Linked DNA regions of Mus musculus: region 2 is linked to region 1. Evidence: chromatin contacts called from public Hi-C data. All regions are on one chromosome and are shown on one strand. The core of a region is the stretch at or near the end of the contact, and the rest is flanking DNA. Distances in the headings are between cores, read along the strand shown. Region 1 has its middle 65 kb from the start of Lrrc66. Region 2 holds the start of Lrrc66 (leucine rich repeat containing 66).

Region 1 (7,296 bases), core at 2,964-5,463:
TAGGCCTATTTCCGGTAGTAGGCCTATTTCCCGTAGTAGGTCTATTTCCGGTAGTAGGCCTATTTCCGGTAGTAGGCCTATTTCCGGTAGTAGGCCTATTTCCAGTAGTAGGCCTATTTCCAGTAAGTAGGCCTATTTCCGGTAGTAGGCCTATTTCCGGTAGTAGGTCTATTTCCGGTAGTAGGTCTATTTCTGGTAGTAGGTCTCTTTTTGGCATGTCCTTACTTGGCGCTGTTGGTTTTTCAGATCCCTCTTCACACATTTGAAGGTTTTTCAAACCTCTCTGTCTGGCCAGTGTGATCTTGATCTTTCTCTACTGCCTCCCAGTAATACTGTCCAGAGGTCTCCTGAGAACCCCAGCCTCTGTGTTCAGTTTTGAAACTGACAAGCTCCTACAGGAGAAAAGGCGACCTCGCATACTTGACACACCTCTCTTAGATTCGTTCTTCTTCCAGATGTTTGCTGCCTGGACATTTTCTTTCTTAATAGCTTGACAATTCCTTCAAATATTTTATTACTATTGTTATTATTATTATTATCATTACAATTATGCTTAAATTTTATAGTTATTCTCAATAGGTAGCTGTCTCAGGCAACTTAGCCACTTTTGGAAGCAGAAGCCTGCTTTTGGAAGTAGAGCAAATGCCATTTTAGAATAAGAATTAGTCTTATTTCTGGGGCCCTTTGTCCCTTTCATAACAAAAGGGACTTACTGTTGGCTGTTGTGATGACTGTCACACCTGTGATGACTTTCCTCAAGAATTTTCTGGAAGCATAGATCCAGTGCTGTATATAATCCGTTCTTTCACAAGAAAGCACACATGTTCAGCCTGAGCAACTGGGGCTGTTCACTGTAAAGCAGACGTCTTTCTCTATCCCAGGGATGGCTTCTATCTTTAATGAAGCCCATCATTTCCTCCACTCTGCCTGAGATATGGGCAATAAGGAGAGTTGAGCATGAGGAAGATTGGGGAGGCTTCAGAATTCCTGAGTGAAACTTATTCACCATCACCTTGTGGACCTTACATGATCAAAGGGACCACAGCAGGACATCTCCTGATCTTTTTCTTAAGCATAGTGGTTTGAATGAGAATGGAACCCATAGGCGCCCATATTTGCGTGCCTAGTCCCCAGTTGATGACCTGTTTGGAAGGATTAGGAGGTGTGGCCTTGTGGGAGGGGCGTGGCCTTGTCGGAGGGATGTGGCCTTGTGGGAGGAGGTGTGACCTTGTGGGAGGGGCGTGGCCTTGTGGGAGGAGGTGTGCAGCTAGGGATGGGGAAGTGGAAGGAGGTCTAAGATAAATTGTAAAGGGCATCATCATAGCCACTGATCAGCTTCCAGACTTGAGCCATTTAAAGACAGCAAATCTCTCAAAGGAAGGGGATTCTAGGTTCTTTTATAAGGACCCCAGATTACCCCAAATTTATAATGTGAGTCTTTCTTCTAGCTTCCCCAAAGCGGTTCTACAATCTTTACAAGAATAACTGTGCTTTGGGGAAAGGGAAACAATGAAAGCAATGAAGGACATTGACTCTGAGCTGACAGGGTTCTGGAGAAACAGTGCATCACTGTGGTTCATCAATGAGAGAGGTTAAGTGGTCCATGGGTCTTGAAGAATGACAGAATATTATCATAAGCTTAACCAGACAACAGCTCCAGTTGCAACTGCTATATCAGACATGGTTTCATTGTCTGAGCAGCTCAGCCCACTCTTGGAGTGTGACATGAATCTACTGACCCAATGGATGTCCTTCTCCATCCCTGACAAATAGATACACAAGAAAGCTGTGTACTTGACCTGGGAAGGCCAGCAACACTTTACTACCCAACCCCAGCCCCGTGTCATAAAATAGCTAATGGGAACTCGACTACCTTTCTTTCCCATAAGATCACATTGATCTACTACATGGATGGCATCATGCAGGAAGACAGAAAGACAGATATTTTAATGAGAAGCTGGAGAAATGGTTCTGTGGACAACAGTGTTTTCTGTAAAAGCATGACCTGAGTTCAAATCCTTAGCATCCACGTAAAAAGCTGGGCAGGGCTGCATGTGCCTGTAAACCTAGTGATTGGGGAAGGCAGAGACATGTGGATCCTGGGAACTTTCTGGCCAGCGATTTTAGCCAAAGTGATGAGCTTCAGGGTCAAAGAGAAAACACATAAGGTGTGAAGCAACAAAGGATGGCACTTGCAAACCCATATGTGGATATACCACTCACATACACACACATGCACACACACACACACACATAGACAGAGAGACAGGCAGAGAAACAGAGAGACAGAGAAAGAGACAAAGACAGACAGAGAGAGACAGATGGAGACAGACAGAGACAGACAGAGAGAGAGTTGTAACAATACTGTTGGTAATACACTTGCATGTCAGAGGTAGACAAAAACCCCAACCAACTTGGAGGGAGCTTTCTCCCACACAGAAAAATTCAAGGGATCTAGGGTATGGGCCTTGTTGAGATGTCCCTCTGAGGCTGAAGATAAGTCGCTCCATCTGGTCCCTCCTGCATGGGTCTCTTCGTGACTCACCTTGGATTGCTGAAGGAATATGCTCTTCCTTGGCTCTATTACTCTTGTTGGCTTGCCAGGTGACTATTAATTTTGAGTGGGCAGGGTCCAGAATACAAGAAGATGTTGTCTGTAGTGTTTGTCATGTCCAGGACACTGTGTAAGCTATTCTGTGTCTGGCACTGTTCAGGATCCAGTGTGATGGCTATTCTCAGCTGCCAACTTAACTACACCCAGAATTAACCAAAAACTCAGGCAGCTGGGTAGCCCTGTGAAGGATCTTTCTTGATTGAGTTATCTGAAGGAGGATGACCCACTTCTTCTGGATCTTTTGAGGTGGGAGGACCCACCTTTTGTCTTGAGCAGTTATTGGGCCTGAGTAAACACTGAGTACTTAACTACGGGCACTACATCACTATGAGACCTGAACTGCCCACCGTGAGCTGGGTGTGGGCTGATCCTCCAGACCGTAAAGTTAAGCAAGCGCCTCAGTATGTCATCACCAAGCAGAAGTGGAGTGTCTAAGACCAGGCCTGAGCAGGCCTGGAAGGTATCCGTAAATTATATAAAAAATGGTCCATACGTCCCTGGGTCTCTATCCTGCTATGCTTCTTTCTCTCAGCTGTCCCTGGGACCTGGGGCAGGGATTAATTCCCTCACTACCTACTGACAATGGAACAGAGATTTAGGTATTCGTTATAAATGGCTCCTTGTGATATGTAGGGACCACCTCAGTGAAGGTAACTTCAGCCTCATGGCCCTTCCTGGGACATCTCTGAAGAACTGTGGTAAAGGGACATCCTCCCAGCTCTTCAAAACAGAGGACTGCCAGACGTATCATTACATGAACTGTGACTAATACCTTGGCTCGATGATCAGAGACTTGGGACAAACAAGACTGTAAAATTGGAGACTAAGAAAAGGATGAGCAAACAAACCCAGCCCCAGCCCCTGTGCATCCTGTATGAATACTCACCAAAGGTGTTCCCAACAGAGGAAGTCTTAACTAATCAGGCGATAGCTGACCTTCCCTGTGGATACCAGCCAGCCTTTATTGCTAGACAGTCCTGTCATTGTCCAGTTGGTTCATAAACAAATGACTGAGGTAGCCGAAGTGGCAATTATACACAGGCTTAGCAACCAAGGTTGGTCTGGTTAAGATCATTGCTGGGGGTGAGCGGGGCAGTCAGTGTGCCAGCCTCAAAGACTAACGCCGAAGCAGAGTAAGAACCATTCTTCTGGGATGATGAGTGAGCGATCTCACAGCAGCTGGACTGCACTGGACAGCTTCCATCGTGGGAAGGACAGCCAGCGTTTTGTTCTATCAGATTAGACATCTGACTCTGGATATGGAGTTGCCTTCCTTACATGCAGCAGATTCTGCCAAACTCCTATTGGTGAACTTATCGAAAGCCTCCCCAGCAGTGGCATACCACCCAGCACTGCTTACAATCAAGAAACTCACTCCACAGCAAACCAAGTACAGCCATGCGCCATGCTCATGGGATTTACAGTCTATGTTCCCACCATCCTAAAGTAGCTGGCCTAATAGAACTGTAGAGTGGCCCTTTGAAAGCTCACGAGGTAGCAATACTTTGTGGAGCTGGGACAAGGTTCTCCACAAGGCTGTACATGCCCTGAATTGGTTGTGCCAGGATTCTTGGGTCCAGCAGTCAAGGGGTGGGAACGGGAGTGGCTCCATTCATTAACACCTGTTGTTGACTCACTTACAAAATTTGCTTCCTCAGTCCACACGGCCTTTGCTCTGCCGGCCAAGACATCTTGGTGCCAAAAGGAAAATGTTTCCACCAGAGGGTAGAACAATAGCTGCATTGAGCTGGAAGTTAAGATTGCTGCTGGCCATTTCGGAACTGCCATACCTGTGAATTGACAAAAGGGGATTCTAGGTGGTTTAGGGACACCAATCCTAAGGAGAAACCGTGCTCATTTCTCAATGGTGGGAACACATTCAGCCAACCCAATGGGCATGGCTCATGGCTGCATTTATTTATTTTTCTCTGAGGTGGGTTTCTTGATGGCAAGCAATGCTGTGCACATGGCATTGTTGGCGAGGGAGGCATTCTGTAAGTACACAAAGACAAACTCCACATATAAGGAAAATACGCCCAGAAGACAGGAGATCCTGTAGGCATTATGTCTCATGAGAAAGGATCCGAGGCTGTAACTCACCTGGAAGAGTACATGCCTAGTATGCACAAAGCCCTGAGTTCAGTCCCCAGAACAATATAAATTGGCCATGACAGAGCCCACTTATAATCCCAGTGCTTGGAGGCAGAAGGATCACAAGTTCAAAGTCAACTTCTGCCTCATAGTGAGTTTGAGGCCAATGTAGCGTACATGCGACCCTATCTTAAAACAAAGTAAAAATAAAAGAAAACATTTTAAAAAGGAGGAAGAACAAAGGAAACTTTGATGGCTCCATCTAGGAAAGACTCCTGGCCCCCTCGTCCTGGTAAATAACTGTGACCAGCTGACACGCTTGTGGAGGGCAAAGGAAATGCAGCGTGGGTAACAGTAAAAGGCGGTTACAAATGTCAGGCTTCCACGCGGCCAGTCACAGACACGAGGGCTGTCATTGTCCCAGTATGTCCTCCCACTGCCACACTGAGAGTCTATGTGCCAATCTCATCAATTATGGCATCCATAACAAAGTACCATAGACCAGGAGTCTTATAAGCAATAGAAATGCACTTCTCAGAGCTCTGTAGACAGCAAGTCCAAGGCCAGAGTATTGGCACAATCAGAGCCAACCTTCTCCAGACTGCACACTGCTAACTTTCCTTGATTTATTCAATGGCAGAAATGATACTATTTGAGCACTTTTATTTTTAAATAAATTTACTAATCCTTTCATGACCCAGATACCTTCTAATGTCCCTCATACTGAAAGTTGAAATTCCAACCTATTTACTAAATATATCACCCTCTTCACTTCACTTTCTCTATATGGTGCCTAAAATGTCCCAGGGTATCAATGAGACAAGTATGAAGAGCCTTGTCTGGCTGAATGCATTCTCTTCTATAACTGTCACGTCAGTAAGCCATGGACTAGACTCAATGACACCTGTGAACTCCCAGTTTGTAGAGACCCAGGTTTCACACTGGTTAGCTAGCAAAGCTAGATCCACGAGTACACATATGACCTCTGAAGAGACCCTACGCCTTCTCCATCTAGCCCTCTACCTACACTGCAGGATGTTTCAGCTGAGCCAAGCCAGTATCTTTCCAGTCTACTGTGGGCCTGGGGCTCATGTCCACTGCGGTGGTTTGAGTAAGAAATGTCCCCTGTAGTCTCAGATATTTGAACACTTGATTCGCAGTTGACGGTGCTGCTTGGGGAGATTTTAGATGGTGCAATGTTGCTTGAGGAAGTACATCACTGTGGGGTGAGCTTTGAGATTACTTACTCTTACCTAGTTCTCCATTTTATCTTTGTAATTAGGGGTATGGCCTTTCAGCTTCTTGCTTTGGTCACCATGCCTGCCTCTAGCGACAACTCTCCAGCACGATAGACTCTTAATCCTCTGGAACTATAAGCCCAAATAACTCTTTTGTCCTTGATCTATTCTCGGCCCCCTCATTCTTCAATCCGTTGACTTTTGACTTTCTGGTCCCTTCTACACCCTCTTACTAATTTCACATGGAGCATCTGCCTAAAGCATGATCGAAGTCTGATGGCGACACTGAGAATCTGAAAATCAGCGTTGAGGTGGAAGAGGCGATGTAGAAGGGTTCATGCGCACTGAGACACAAGAATGAGCTGCCAAGAGGCGTGATGCCAGGCTTTCAGACTGTCAAAAGATTACAGCCTCACCCAACCTTCTCTCTCAGGATGTGACACAAAAGAACCACCACAGGCCAAGGAACACAAATGAATCACTAAGCTGAGAGAAAGAAGACTGCAGTGTGGCCTGGGAAGCCAGGCCCACTCTTCTGGGATGCAGTTCACACTGGTAATGGGGACAACTACAGCTTTCTCCTCCTATTTGTTCTCATTTCTGGAGAACACAAGTTTGTAACTTTAGAACTTCAAACTAGGACAATCCCAAAATGTCACTGTTAAGGGAGAAACACCCAGGGCCTGTTGAGCTGACTTTCATACAGCCCAGACTCACCCTACAGTGCCTTCAAAGGAATGTCTTTTGAGTGTGAACGTTTCTTTGGGAGATGGGACGTCACTTTTACTCACTCTTTACAATGTTCCTATTATTTTGTCCCTGTTTCTTAGCTTCTTACTCTCTCTGAGACCCGCAGAGCATGACTTCTACAAATGCACTTCTTTTCTCTTCAAGTAATTGATGACATGCCAGAGATGGATTCAAACCAGGGAAAAATTAAACTCTTCTGCCAAAAGTAATATGTGGGCCTATGTTGGGTGGTCCTCTGCCTCACAAGCTTAGGATGGGGCCAGAAAGCCCGAGGAGTCACAGGAGTCATCTGTGGTTTTGCCAGCTGAGAGAACTACAAAGACAAGTGACCTCTGGTGGAACCAGAAACACTTTTCTGGGATCGTCTATGTAGAAGTTACTCTTCACATAACAATTTGGAGTTTTCAAGACTGAGCATGGTGGTATGTGTGCTTCTCAGCCCTCGAGAGGCTGAGGCAGGTTTGCCATGAGTTTTAGGCCACTCTGGGCTACAGTTTGAGAACCTGACAGAAAAAGCTCAAAACAAACACAGAAAGAAACAAACCAAAAAACAAAAAACGGCTGGAGAGGTGGCTCAGTGGTTGAGAGCACTGGTTGCTCTTG
Region 2 (7,296 bases), core at 1,293-3,792, 66 kb before region 1:
AGAAAATACTGTCATGGTATGTTTACTTGAAATAATGATACATGTATTTACGGTGTGTGGACGTTAAACGCAATCACAGTTCTCACTCTCGTGAGCAACAGAAGCCATCATCATCAGGCCTCTTCTTGCTGAGCACTGTCCTGGGTGCGATACACTTGATCTCTCTGACTCCCACTGCACCTCTCTAAGCAAGGGCTTCGATCCCAGCTTTACCCATCAGGAAACTGAAGGTCAGCGAGGTTCAGGATGCTGCCCCATACTATACAGGGTTGGGAGTCAAGTACAATTCCAACCCAGGTAAACCTGATTCCAAATGTGTTTCTGCCTTTTTTACTATCTACACTGAATTTTCAACTATTTAAAACTCTCAAAGAATGGGAAAAACCTAATCCTAATTCACCTAACAGGTAAAAAAACAAGCATGTGTGCTACTCTAGTTAAAATGCCAATGCTAGAAAAACATGACCAATCACTGTCAGACTTTAAACTCTCTTGAGCCAGTTCTAAGATGTCATTCAATAGACAGACCAGCTTGGTCTGCTTGTCATGTGGGAGTACCTGAATGAGTTATAGAGAAGCTGGCATACTTTTCCCTAAACCCTGGGGAAGCTCAGTGGAAAGGGGGGAAGCTAGGCCTCAGTAGGTCCTGCTGTCCAGAGGTTGTTCCTCCTGTGTCCCATACCAGCATCACCCTTTAGAAGAATTCTGTGTGTGCCTAGAAATTAATATACACGAGAATAAAGGGTGCTAACTGGAAAGATGACGCAGGTCATTTTAGCTAGGTATAAAACCTTGATCTCTGCTCCTCACCTCAGTCTCATTTTAATTAATTACAGCCCTCAAGCCAGTTGATTCTTAGTACAGTTTATACTTGATTTAAAAGGAATTTCTTGGTATTACTAAGAAACATGGGATTGGGGATGAAGAATAATGCATAGCTCCAAAGCAGACAGTAGGGAGGCACCATGGGCCTAGCTACAGAGAAGGATGTTGGTACTCTGTCATGGTCACTTAGAACTGTGTGGGTAAAAAATGAGCACATAAAACAATTCGTGTTCACTGTTGTCACAATTCTGTCAAATGAAAAAATGAAATACCTTATAGACTGTGAACTCAGGCTAAGGTGAGAGTTGACTGGAGACCAGACACTAAGTGCAGATTTTAGATGTAAAGAAAGAGAGCAATTTATACCTCTGGATATATTCAAGTATTGTTTAATAACTAAATAATGCTCAGAAAAATCACGCTTGGAATTCTCATGTCCATGCTCAGTGTATTTTTAAATTGTACATTTGTTTCATGTTCTATTTAAATTTGTTTTGAGAATTTCTTTAAATAAATATTTTTACTAAATCCACAGAACCCTATATTACAAAGTATTATTTACTGAATACAATTCATGAGAAAAAAGTGTATTTTTACGTCTGTGGGAAACACTTGTGTTTTGATACATCTCCATTGAGCACTTTGAAGTTTGAGCATATCCTGCTGCTCTGTAAAGCGCGTGGTTACTAGGTATGCTATTTTAGACTGCATTTTGGGTAGACCCTCTGACACACTGACCTGAAAGCAGAGAAGCGGAGCTTGGTGCACAGTGAAGCGGCACTGTTAAATCTGGCCACCAGGGGGCGTATGCCTTCTCATGTGTTCATTTCTTCGGTTTTGAACATAGCACACTGAGAGGACTTACTGCAGCGCTGGGGAAGGTAGGTGCAGGAAGGACCCAGGGAGGAAAGCAAACACACATTTAACAGACAGTATTCGAGAGGTGAATATCAATGCAAAGAGATAGAAATAAAAAGAAGACCCCTTCCAGACTGTCCAGTGAGAGGTTGGGGGGTGGGGGATACACAACACAAAGCAGGAGCTACCTGCCGACTCGGCAACCTTTTAAAATATTCTTCGGTGGCAATCTTCTTGCACTGTGACAGAAGCAAAATAAACTTTGTGTGATAGTTTTGGTGATGAAAGGTAGAATTTCTACCTGTTTTTGATGAGTGGTTTGTGTTTTCTTGTTTGTTTGTTTTTTGCTTTTTTAAAGGAGTTAAAAACTTGTTTTTAACTTGATGAAGAGGAGACCACTAAAGTGCTGCTCATGGTAATCTTTTGAACGACATCAAGAGGGGCAAAGTTTACAAGTTATGCCACACAAAAATATACCTATGTATTTCAGATTGATGACCTCTGTTTACAATAAAGCTCTGTGAACTTGGCGGTCAGTTTCTTCGTGACTTTATTAATGAGCATCTACATTAGCACAAACACACAGATTCTAAATATGGCTGGAGACTGGAGCATCAAGACCTGCTTATGCGACCTCTCTGCAGGCAGAGGTAGAGAGCCGCCCAATCTCAGTTTAGATTCTCACCTTCTGGGCCTTAGAAGAAGGCTTCTCTCCGAGTGGCCGAGGAAAGGGTGTGGACTCAGTAAGGGAGGAGCCCAGAGATGAAAGGGTTGGGCTGGCTGCAGAGCTGGGTAAGGTGGGCGGAGTCTCAAGGGCACAGATTTAAAATCCTCCCCTGGCTGGATCAGCTGGAGACAGACCAGTTAGAAACTACCTAAGGACCCTCAGGTAGGCCCCCGGAGCAGCGTCCTGCCCTTCCTGGGCCTCATTTCCGGAAGGGCTTCTATCCACTGTTTCCCCTTTCTTTTTCCAATTTCTTAGAGAAGAATTCATCTTTTCTCTACTTCCGTTTTTCCTGTTACCTTCTCGGTCTCACTCCGACTACACGTTCTCCAGTTATTTCTACTTCCTCACACTTCAACCCAAACGAGTCTCAAAAGTCAATTTCTACTTAATTACCTGTACTTTCCTCTGGAGTTCTCCCGTTTGTGGGGTTTGGTGGTGGTGGTGGTGGTGGTGGGTGGTTTGGGCTTTTGGGTTTTTGTTTTGTTTGTTTGTTTTCTGGGTTTTGTTTTGTTTTGTTTGTTTTTTGTTTTTGGTTTTTGGTTTTTTGGTTTTTACCTCACATAGACATTTGTATGTAATATAATGCTTCTTTTCATCTCAGACATAAAATTATACTAATCTGCCTGTTTTTAGTGCAAATCTATTCACGTATCAATCTCTTCACCTCGAAAAAGGCCAGACTATAAAAACCTTTCATTTATATTCCATTTTAAAAATGTATGTTTGAACCCCATTTTTTTCTTCAGAGTTGAAAGAATGTGCATAAGTATGATCGCTGTAATTTTTTTGCTACTATTACATTAGCTTGACGTCCAGTTGTATGCACAATGATTGCAGCGTTGGCATCAAAATAAATCTCTCTCTGACCAAGAAAATGAATTCAGCTTTTGGTATTGCGTAAGGGGCATACTATAATTTACTCCTTGCCGTAGGTAGGGCACCTTTGCAGTTTATGTACCTAAATTTAGATGCCCTCTGAGAGATGGGAGAGTTGACCTTGCATGAAACAAAAGTTTAGAAGTTGCAGTGAGAATGTCCTTCATTCTGTGCATTCATTCATGCAGAAAGCATAGCCAGTGACAGGCTCCAGAGCCTTAACTCTAGGAGGCACACGGGGGGGGGGGTGGGGGGGGGGCTACTTGCTCTCCTTTCCCTTTTGTGCTAACAATGTGTGATGGCATTGACATTCTGTCAAGCTGAGTGGAATTGAATGCATTCACTCAGTAGTTACTGAAAATATCGGGAAAGCAAAGGCGAAGAAAGCATTGGCTACTGTGAGAAAGGCAGGCTCAGACCCTACAAATTGAGATGAGACTTGACGGATGTGCACTCTTCAGACCGTAGAGGGGAGTGGCATTGACCGTGGGTTAGAGGCAGACGCAAAACTCATTTTACTGTGAGGTAGACACATGCATCCCTAGCCCAGGCCACGGCTTGCCGTTGCCCTGCAAGGGCCTCATCAAGGTAGCTGTGGTATAGAAAGTTCTGAATGCCTACCTTGGGAATTTGGACTATAGGCAATTAAAGAAACACTTAAAATTTTCGAAGGAGAAAAAAATGCATATGGAAAATAATATTGGGGGTAGAATGATCCCTGGAATTACCTATGATGCAGAGGAGAGTGGGCAGGAGGGCAGGAAGCTCAGCAGAGCTATTCTAGTATTTCAGACGTGACAGTGAGACCAGGCAGGAATGGGTGATTTGTGGCTGAGAAAAATTGTTTGTATTCTGGTTTTGTCTTTGCAGGGTTTAGCGCAGAGCAAATCTCACAAATCCATTTCCCCCACCTCTTGCAGGTGCTTTCTTGCATGCATACTGCCTTTGTAGCGTGGGCACACTGCTTTCAAAACCTACAGTTGCTTCCCAAGAGTGGGGTGGGGGTGGGGGAGTAAAGACTCACCATTTATTTCTATATTGTATGACATCTCATGGCTTGGGTGCAGAACGCCCTTTTCATGACCATTTTTATTTACCTTGTGTACATTTTAAAAGGGTTTAAAATTGTGTGAAAAGTAGCAAAAGCCATAAACATAAAGTTTGTGGCTCTAGTGAGGACAGACTCCAGTGCCTGGCCTGTGATCGCACTTTCTGTTCATTTGTGAGGTTCCTGCTTTAGTGAGGCTGCCGTCATTCATGGTATAAACCACATGACGGTTGTTCTAGATAAGCATAGCAGACTTTGCCCAATGCTGGTGACACAGAGCTGAGGCTTTGGCAGGAGGAAGTTGGACTCACTAGAGAGCAGACCACAGGCTGGAGGATACTGGGAAGGCAGAGGAGGTAAGGCTTTGGTCAATGTGGATTTCATGAAGACAGAGGGAGGTCTTTCCATTAAGCGTGCACCGTGTCATCTTAGTCTACAGTTACACCTTTCCAGTAGTTTCTTTTCAGAACCCAGTTTCTAAGAACTCAAATGTTCACTTCGGTTGATAATTAAGCATGTTTTCTAAATCTTCAATTAGAGAGTCAATTTCCTGCTTTTGATTTGCTGTTTCCTTTTACACGTTATTTTGAACGGCCTGATTTGCTTATCTTTTTCCAGGCATTATGAGAGACTTCTACGTCAGAGTTACTATCCTAGTTACAGGTCTTTGCTTTGTGGAAACAGTGACAACCCCATCAAGAAAAAGCAGCGTTTCCTTCAATCCCGAGTACCAGAGGAATGGGGACCTTCTGGTAAACTGGTCTTCTATAAGACACGTGTCACAGAACACAGACGCCATGGATAGAAGTTTCTACTTCTTTAGAGTTCTCTTCCAGCCTCACACACAAAAAGAACGGCACATAAAACCTCCGGACCGCACTCACCATCGCATATCGAAAGTGACCCTCGACCCTCTGGCGCATTTACATGCTTTGGAGATACTAAACCTCAGCAACAAAGCTATCCACTACTTCTCGCTGGATCAGCCCCTGCCTCCTTCCTCACACCAAAAGCGCCACGGAGGCCACTCCCACAGCCGGCTCCCCAGGCTCCAGGTGCTGATCCTTCAAAGGAATCAACTCAGTGGTACTCCTAAAGGTGAGCAATGTGAAAGGATACACGAGACAGAGAAAGAATATGTGGGGCACGGGTGTTTTATGTCAACAAGGGTTCTGTGTTTATGTTCAGTTACAAGGGAGCGGCTGAAAAAGCAGAGTGGCGACCGAGCAAATACAATAAAGGCAAGAGGCACTGCCTACCAGAGTGGAACTTTCAATTAGTGCCGCATAATGTCCCACTTTTCCACTCGAATTAATAGTGTATGAGTTTGTCAAGAAACACCAAGGCATATCTAGATGCTGGATCTCTGATATTTTAGGTTTTTGCAGTTGCTTGCTTGTTTGTTTGATGAGCTAGAGTCTCACTCTGTAGCCCAGGCTGGCCCTATGTAGACCAGAGATCTGCCTGCCTCTGCTTCCCAAGTGCTGGGATATGCATGAGTACCACCACGCCTGGCTACACTATCTTGTTTGCTATATATATTTACTAATATGTGCAAGCAGTGAGAAATAATGAATACAGGTATTTTTAATATATAACAATTTAAATTAAACATGTTACCATATTTACAATTATTTTTCTTTTTAAAACGTATCTTGCCCTTTTAGTTGTCCTCCAAATGTAGATCAGGAATATCTCAATATGATATAGTCGCAGGTAAAACTTCCTAGTATGAAACCAAAACCAGAATGTCTTGCGGCAGCTTAACCTGGGCCCTGGAGATGCGCCCTGCAGGTTTCTGGGACAAGGGAGTTTCTGATTCAGAGCCCCAAGGAGGGTCTTTTCAGGGGTACAGAAAACAGCCTCACACCAGCCCTCCTCTTCCCACCCCAAGGCCTGCTCCTCAGCTGGGGCAGAATTTTAGAGAACATCCCCCATCAGACCTTCAGTTTGGAGAAAAGCCTTCCCTTTGCGCTTCTTCAAAGCCCCTTGAGAAAAACCCTGGCGATTCCCTGCTCTCTGCCTCAGCTTTCCCTGGGACTAACTATAGCACAGCCCTGCCTTCTCCTCGAGTGGAGAGAAAAAGGAACTGGAGACAGGGACGCAGGAGAGGGGGAGACAGCTCACAGGATCAGCAGGTGAAAAGAAGTGAAAAGATCTGACCCTCCCTCCTGGGGACAGATGTGTTCTCCAGGGAGTTGGGACCAATGGTAAACTTATAGAGGGAACAACAGAAAAATAAAGCAAGTCACTCCTGCCTCTGGAATTCTGTTAGAACTCTGGCAAACGATGCCTTCAAAACAGGAAGGATTCGACACCGCACACGTAATGTGTGGATCTGACTGGACATCATAGTCATTTTATCCAGTCCGTTCGTGATGTGAGCTCACGGCCTGCTGTCCACATACACTTGAAGTTTGCCCCAGATTGGTGCCCTGAAACACCCCTTGCGGTTCTCCGATTCTGACTAGGGTAGGCCACACAACCTTGAATCCCATCTCCGAGGGGAGGAGTTAGTGAGACGCGCAGCTTGGGGTGTGTCCCAACTTCCGACCTGCCCTTTTCTCTTGCTTTTCTGCTCATACGTCTAATGATAACGTCTAGATAATGCAGATGCTCCCTGGTCTATAGTCACCATAAATCCATCACAGGTCACAAATACCGCAAGTCAAAAATGCATTTATATACACCTCTTGGAGTTCCAATAGTAAATGACTCCCACCAAAGACCCATGTGTTTGAACACTTGGGTCCTTTGGTGACACTGATTGAGAAGGTCACAGAAATTTTTAAAGAAAACAAAAATCTTGCTGAAGGAAGCACATCACTGGGGCGGGGTTTAGGTTTCTTGCCTTTCTTTCAAAGCTTGGATGCCAGGTATTCAGCCCGCTGCCTGCCTGTGGCCACGCCCCCTCCCCCAGCCTCAGTGAGCTCCAGCCCTGTGGAACTGTGAGCCAAATCCC

Evidence for each region. A called contact is a pair of places that touch in the nucleus more often than the background predicts.
Region 2: a contact with region 1 is called in a Hi-C map of uterus, with 2.2 times the contacts expected there. The contact joins the promoter of Lrrc66 here to the enhancer-like site in region 1. A contact is called at or near these places in 4 of 39 promoter capture datasets (3T3-L1-derived adipocytes, HPC-7-derived erythroid cells, embryonic stem cells and 1 more), 15 of 484 Hi-C or Micro-C datasets (the C2C12 cell line, the G1E-ER4 cell line, cerebral cortex and 8 more), 6 of 115 datasets of contacts at active chromatin or transcription factors (bone marrow-derived macrophages, embryonic stem cells, heart atrium and 3 more) and 4 of 9 other capture datasets (adipose tissue, embryonic stem cells, liver and 1 more).

What each region holds. Positions count from the first base shown.
Region 1 is chr5:73,563,283-73,570,578 of GRCm38.p6, reverse strand. No RefSeq gene overlaps it. Among named protein-coding and RNA genes, the nearest start is that of Lrrc66, 65 kb to the left of the region's middle. Within about 2 kb of position 4,213, at least 33 of the 459 cell types and tissues checked have an H3K27ac peak or open chromatin away from gene starts, as enhancers often do. A contact at or near this core is called in intestinal crypt epithelium, trophoblast stem cells and uterus, where this site is marked.
Region 2 is chr5:73,627,667-73,634,962 of GRCm38.p6, reverse strand. Lrrc66 (leucine rich repeat containing 66) reads left to right here and starts at 2,542. Exons shown (of 5, transcript NM_153568.1): 1 at 2,542-2,572; 2 at 4,953-5,432. The coding sequence starts at 4,958. It overlaps Sgcb (sarcoglycan, beta (dystrophin-associated glycoprotein)), which reads left to right. Exons shown (of 6, transcript NM_011890.5): 6 at 1-2,214.